2 separate regions of the Gossypium arboreum genome follow, and region 1 is linked to region 2. A link is a contact called in public Hi-C data. All regions are on one chromosome and are shown on one strand. The core of a region is the stretch at or near the end of the contact, and the rest is flanking DNA. Distances in the headings are between cores, read along the strand shown.

Region 1 (3,304 bases), core at 259-2,758, 250 kb after region 2:
GTAAAGATTAGACTTGAAGTGCTAAATTGGAGGATCGACATCAACTATGATATGTCCATAGGTAAAGTTAATTTGTGAATATAAGCCTTTTGTTGGACTTAATTGTAGAACTTGAAACTCTTTGTTAACATTATAAACTTAGCCTTTTTGAATGAGTTTATGATGAATTATGTGTTCTTGAGATTGGAATTGAACTTATATGAATGGAATGTTGATTGAATTGGTAGAAATTTGATATTTGAATAGGGTTATAGGTGATGAAATTTGAAGAAATGGAAAAATTTTAAAAATAGAATGCACGTCACGACATCAAGATTACCACGTCTCGATGACATAAGTCAATATGTGACGTCGCAGCATCGAGGGTTCCACGTTGTTGTGTTTGACTATTAAAAGAGCTATTAGAAGCTCGTATAAAATTTAGACATGTGTTTGAATTATATTAGAAATGTTTAATGACCCCAATAACTTGAATGAATTGATGAAATGAATTTAATTTAATTATCATTGCTTCAACAACAAATGTAGCCTTTTGATATCTTGACCCGACGATCGGGTCAAGTATGGGAGAGTTATAAAAAAAATGTCATACTCTGGTACTAAATGATATATTATTAAGTCATAAAGAAATAAAAATAAAATATTGTGATATATTATTTTATTAATAAAAATATAATTTGAAATAACTATAAATTATTTTTAATTATTTCATAAATATTATAAACTAATATCATTATAAAAGAACAAAAGAGAATGGTAGAAAAAGAAAGAATAATTCAACTTCCACTTGGATAAAATAATTCCATATGGATGGTTCTTTTAAGACATCTAAATACATGTTTAATTTCATACAATGTCTCTGTGTTTAAGAAGAATTTAAATTTTGTTAACAAGTTCACTATGAATGTTATATCAGGTCGTGTGTTGTTTCAAGATACATTAATGCCTTATAAGTCTATAACTTTTAAATATGGTACTTCATGACCAAAAAATTCTTCATCATTTTCATCAAGACGAAATGAGTCTTTATTCTCATATAGTGATTTTACAACTATTGAGGTATTCAATGAATATGATTTAAGTAAAATTTCTTTAAGATTTTTTTATATAAGTTGACTGATGGATATGAATTTCATCATTTAAATACTTAATGTATAGGCGAAACAAAATTTTGTTTTTATAATATTTTTCATCTCAATTTTTTAAAATCAATTTATTGTATTTTAAAAATAATATTTAAATTCTCAAGGTAAACAACAATTATCTTTTATATATATATATATTATATTAAAAGAAGAAAATTGAAAATTAATTATTTTTCTATTGAAAAGAAATAAAATTAGGTATAAGTGTAACCATAATTTCATACAATACTTCCTTTTATATTAACGGTGAGGAAACACTTATTATGGAGTATTTACCAAATTTTACTTCAATTATCATTATCTATTTTTAGTGGGCCCCTGTCACTAGTTTAATGTCACTAAGACCCATACAAATGCATTGGATAAAGCACCAATTATTGCCAACCAAATAAATAATCAGCAGAAGACGAGCTTCATCTCCACCACTACTTATAGTATAAACACCATCCAACCATTTTCAGTGCACTACAAGGACAAATAGCCCAACAAATCAAAGGTCTGTTTTAATTACATCAAGGATGATTTAGTCCACCAAAAAAAAAACCCAAACAATTTAATCCTGAAAAGCTCCTTTCCAGGAGCCAGTTACCGCCACTCAAACAGAAAACTGAGTTTGTGCTATGGCCGTGAGACTATTGTCAACTCCAACTGCTCTATCTGATCCAACAAAGCTCTCCTTCTTCTCATCACCCAAACCCATCTTAACAGCAACCTCCTTCTTTCAATGGAGATCCAAGTGCAGAGTTTTTACAAGGAAAATGGTGGTAAAGGCATGTGTTAAGGTGGAAGAAAAGAATGTGAAAGAAACTAGTAAACAAGAGTGGGGCAAGGTGACAGCTGTACTTTTTGACATGGATGGAGTGTTGTGCAATAGTGAGAACCCTTCTAGAAAGGCTGCTGTTGATGTTTTTGCAGAGATGGGTGTCCAAGTCATTGCGGAGGACTTTGCTCCTTTCACTGGAATGGGTAAAATTTTAGTTTGATCCCTTGATATTTATTTTAAGTTTCTCCTGTTATGGATAGTCTTCCATAAATTTGAGTGATTCGGAAAAGTATGAATTTTGAGGAATGTAGGTGATTAATTGTATGGTGCTGATTAAGAAGTAAATGTGTTTCAAAGAGTTCTTCATAAATATGTAAATCTGCGACAAATAGTTCTTCTGATTTATTGTCAATTAATTTTGATGTCATGAAGAGCTGTTAACTTTACCTGCATATTTCTACTTCACTGATATACCAGGTGAAGCAAACTTTTTAGGAGGCGTTGCTTCTGTTAAGGGTGTTAAAGAATTTAACACTGAGGCAGCAAAAAAGAGATTCTTTGAGATATATCTTGATAAGGTAATCAGCACTTAGTTTTTATATGGAGAGTTATTCTTTCTTCTTATGAAAGGACAATAATACAATGCCCATTTTTAGTGTTTTTCAGTGAACAAATTTTCACACAAAAAGTTCTTTCCTTCTTGTAGTATGCAAAACCTAATTCTGGAATAGGATTTCCAGGTGCTTTTGAGCTCATTAATGAGGTACGTAAGCCAATTGTCACTGGAGAGATAATGATGTCACCTCAGGTTTATGATCATATGATGGAATATTCTGTGTGACAGTGTAAAAACAAAGGCCTAAAAGTGGCTGTTGCATCCAGTGCTGATCGTGTCAAGGTTGATGCTAACTTAGCTGCTGCTGGATTGCCCTTATCAATGTAAGCCAACTGCCAACCTAATATAGTTGTTTGGATGAATATATTGGTTGTATATTTACATTTTTAGCTTTGCAGCATCAATCTGTTTTTTTTTTTTTCTTGTTCTTATTATGGTTCTAGCCTTTATATATCAGGTTCGATGCTATTGTGTCAGCAGATGCTTTTGAGAATCTGAAACCTGCTCCAGATATTTTCTTAGCTGCATCAAAGATATTAGACGTTTCCCCTGATGAGGTATATCTAGTTCTCTCCCCTCTACCAATTGCAACTATTTTCTTCCCTTTTCATTGACCAAAGTTACGCTGCATGAGAATGGTGATATTGCAGCATTTATTTTTCTTTGCAATTTTTATTGGAATTTATGTGAAATAGAAAATGTATTTTTCTTCTTTGTGTGCCAAAAAGTATTAAAAACTTACTGATTTTGCCATGTCTCATGCACCTAACATACTTCCCA
Region 2 (3,308 bases), core at 425-2,924:
ATGATAGAACAAGATACAAAAGTACAAGACATTGTTGCAAGTTTCCAGAACTTGATAACATACAAAATAAGAAAGTTAATTTAAAGAGGTTTATGCTCTATTGACAACTTGATAGAAACCTAATCCCTAAAGCACAAAGAGAGCAGAGGACTACAATACCTAACCTTCTGAACACATTGTACACTTACTGCTTAGAGACACAAAATAGGATCAGTTTAAGTCTATCAAGAGTATTATCTATTTACTGTGCTTTGATAAGATGAAAATAGAATGTCCTACCATATAATCCCTCTGGGTGCGCTGGAGTTGCAGCGAGAGCTTCCTGCTCCTCCTCTGATAATACCTAGGCAAGAAAAAGAATAAAATGATAGGAAAATGTTGTTGGATTTACACTCGAGTCGTAAATAAACTGATATACAGAGAGGAACATACTGGGAGTGTTGTTAAGAGACTATCTACATATGCATCCCCAGTTAGTATATTCAAAGATTCAGTCTCAAGAACATCAGATTTAAGCTGAAGTATTGGTGTTGTACAACAACAATCACTATCTGTTGCTGATAAATCCTCATCCTCGATAGCCACGTGGTTGAAATGCACATCAGTATTTGTTATTGAACATCTCAATTTAAAGCTGTCAAAACTACGACTAAACAGAAAAACAAACCAAATAAAAAAAATTGTTAGCTGCCTCATTCAAATATCTCAAATATAATAAAAATAGCTTTCTCAGGGCAAATTGCAGACTAATTCGACTTTGAATCACCAGTCCTTCATGCAATAAGACATTACATCAAAAAAGAAAAAAGAGAGAGAGAGAACATTTTGCCACATTTAAATTAAGAGAACAAATTAAAGAGTTACCTATGAGTATTAGTAGGAGGGGAGTTGAGACTCAACCATCGGCTAGAAGAGAAGCGATGGTGAATTCCAGAAGCAGCTTGTCTCGATATAAAGGCTTCTCTCCTAGAAACAGAAAAGTTAAACAAATTGAAAGAGAGCTGAGAATTTGTAACCGCGACCATTGCCATGCTAGCTTCAGCTGTTGCTTATTTAACTTGTTATTGCTCCAGAAATTGAAGCACCAATACCCACTTTTGAGTTTTTCTAAACTCATGCAGCTGTGAAGAAAGCAAATTGAATAGCAATCAGGAGCAAATTTTACCGCTCTTGGGGTTTAGTTAGACAGCAAATGCTATCAGGGTTTAGGTTCAAATGAGTCCAAAGAAACAAAAGTTGGAACCTTTTTCTAACTGCTGAAATGAACTGGTTTGGTTTTTGAGATACAAGAAAGGCTATCTGGGTTTGGCGCCACAAGGAAATCAAAAGGAGCTTTTGAGTTTCTAGATAACAAAAACAATCTGGTAACTGTATATAGCCTTCAATTTAAAGGGGCAGAAAGAAAGAAGGGTTTGGGAAAGCTGAAATGATGAAGAAAGGGGAGGGTTATCCGTGGCATGATTTGTTGCGTAAGAGTCCGGCGGTGAGCGGAAAGATTTTGTGGCCACTAGATTTGAAGGGTGGCGGCACCCTTGTGGAAGTGGGTCCATTAAAGCCTAGTTACTAATTTTCCTTTCCTCAACAATCAGTGTAAAGACGGCAAGCTAAGTTGCCATTTGATGTACGAAACTTTTGAAATTCATTTACAAGTATGACATTCTAGTAGTTTCCATGATAATAACCAAAAAAAGAAGTTTGATTTTTTTTTGGAATAAATACACAAAAAATCCTTGTAATAATCCGTGGTATGATCATGTACCATTGTCTGAATTAAAAAAATTAATTGAGTGCTAATTGGATTAATATTAATATTATTGTTAGTGTAAAAAGACGTAAATTTGAATGCACTTAAATATATTATCTTTTATTTTAACTATTGTATTAGAAAAATGGATATGATAAACAATTTATAATAATATTAATATTAAAAAATAATAAAATATTCAAATATTCAAAAATTTCAAAACATTTATAAAAATAAATTAATAATTAATTCCAAACTTTAGGGTGTTCAAACGGTTAATCAAATCAAACTAATATTAACCGGACTTTTAATTCTTTAACCATTAACCTAACAAAAAATTTTCAACAAAAATTAATCGAATCGAAATATTTCAGTTAATTCGTTGGTTAATCGAATTAACTGAAATTGATTTTTTTGTTAAAATAAGTATAAAACATATAAAAATAATTAAATTGATAATATTCATTTAACCGAATTAGTAATAGCCTAATACATATAATTTATAATATTATTTATAAAGTTTGGTTAATTTGGCTAATTACCCAATTTTAAACCGAATTAATCATTAACTGAAATTTTAAAAAAACTTTTAACCAACCTTTAACCGAACTAGATCGGTTAACCGATTAATTAACCAAATTAGATCAGTTCGATTAGTTAATTCGTTTTTAACTGAAACTTGAACACCCCTACCAAACTTTGGAGAAAAAAAAAATTAAAAAGTTGTTTAATGGTTTATTTTGAAACCATGATTTGGGTAAAAAAATATATATTTGGATTTAAAATTTAAAATTTTTTATTTGGATAATAAATAAAAAGTTGGATTTGAATTTGAATAAATCCAAGTCTAATTTCATAAAATTAAATTTTGGATTTCAAAATCCATTTTAAAACTTACAATTTTCAACATCCAAGAATCATTAAAAAAAAATTTGTTCTCTCTTCTTTCACACTTCCTTTTAAGCCCAAACAATAAATAAATAATTTTACTTATAATATATCATCAACCAAGTTTAAGATTTTCAAAATTGGATCGATGAGCAAATCAGTTAGACCATTTGTTCCTGGTTTGACCGATCTAATCGGTTTAATTAATAAATTATTCAAAAATTAAAATAGATAAAATCGGTTCAATTAGTTCAATTGTCGATTTAACTGGTCCATGAGTCAATCAATCTGATCCTTTATTTTAGACTCGTACTCCAACCAATTCCTGATTAATCGGTCTGATCGGTCGATCCGATTCTAAAAACAACGGCGAAGCTTCATGCATTTAATTTAATACAATATAAATATTCAAAAATTTCATTTATACCATAATTTTCACAATTTTAATTTTAAACCCTTGAATTTTAATTTACACATTAGTCTTCTTATACCTAATGCAATTGGTCTGACTAGTTGTTCTAGTCTGGTTTTTAAAATCAAATTAGTGATCGAACTAATTAGATCACTGGTTTTCTACTTCAACTAATTCGATCGGTTTAACTGGTAAGATCGATTCGATCGGTCTGCATTTATTCTATTAAATAAATTATTAAAAAATAATAAAAATTTAAAAGAA

What was found. Hi-C and Micro-C count contacts between places; a contact is called where the count stands out from the background.
Region 1: a Hi-C map of leaf shows a contact between it and region 2, with 5 times the contacts expected there. The contact joins the promoter of LOC108463775 here to the promoter of LOC108456998 in region 2. A contact is called at or near these places in 3 of 5 Hi-C or Micro-C datasets (all in leaf).

The regions. Positions count from the first base shown.
Region 1 is chr13:94,442,754-94,446,057 of ASM2569848v2, forward strand. It overlaps LOC108463775 (protein SUPPRESSOR OF QUENCHING 1, chloroplastic), which reads left to right and starts at 1,509. Exons shown (of 28, transcript XM_053024558.1): 1 at 1,509-2,111; 2 at 2,386-2,486; 3 at 2,615-2,671; 4 at 2,753-2,847; 5 at 2,982-3,081. The coding sequence starts at 1,766.
Region 2 is chr13:94,194,371-94,197,678 of ASM2569848v2, forward strand. It overlaps LOC108456998 (solute carrier family 40 member 3, chloroplastic-like), which reads right to left and starts at 1,675. Exons shown (of 13, transcript XM_017755786.2): 1 at 865-1,675; 2 at 433-649; 3 at 280-343. The coding sequence starts at 1,031.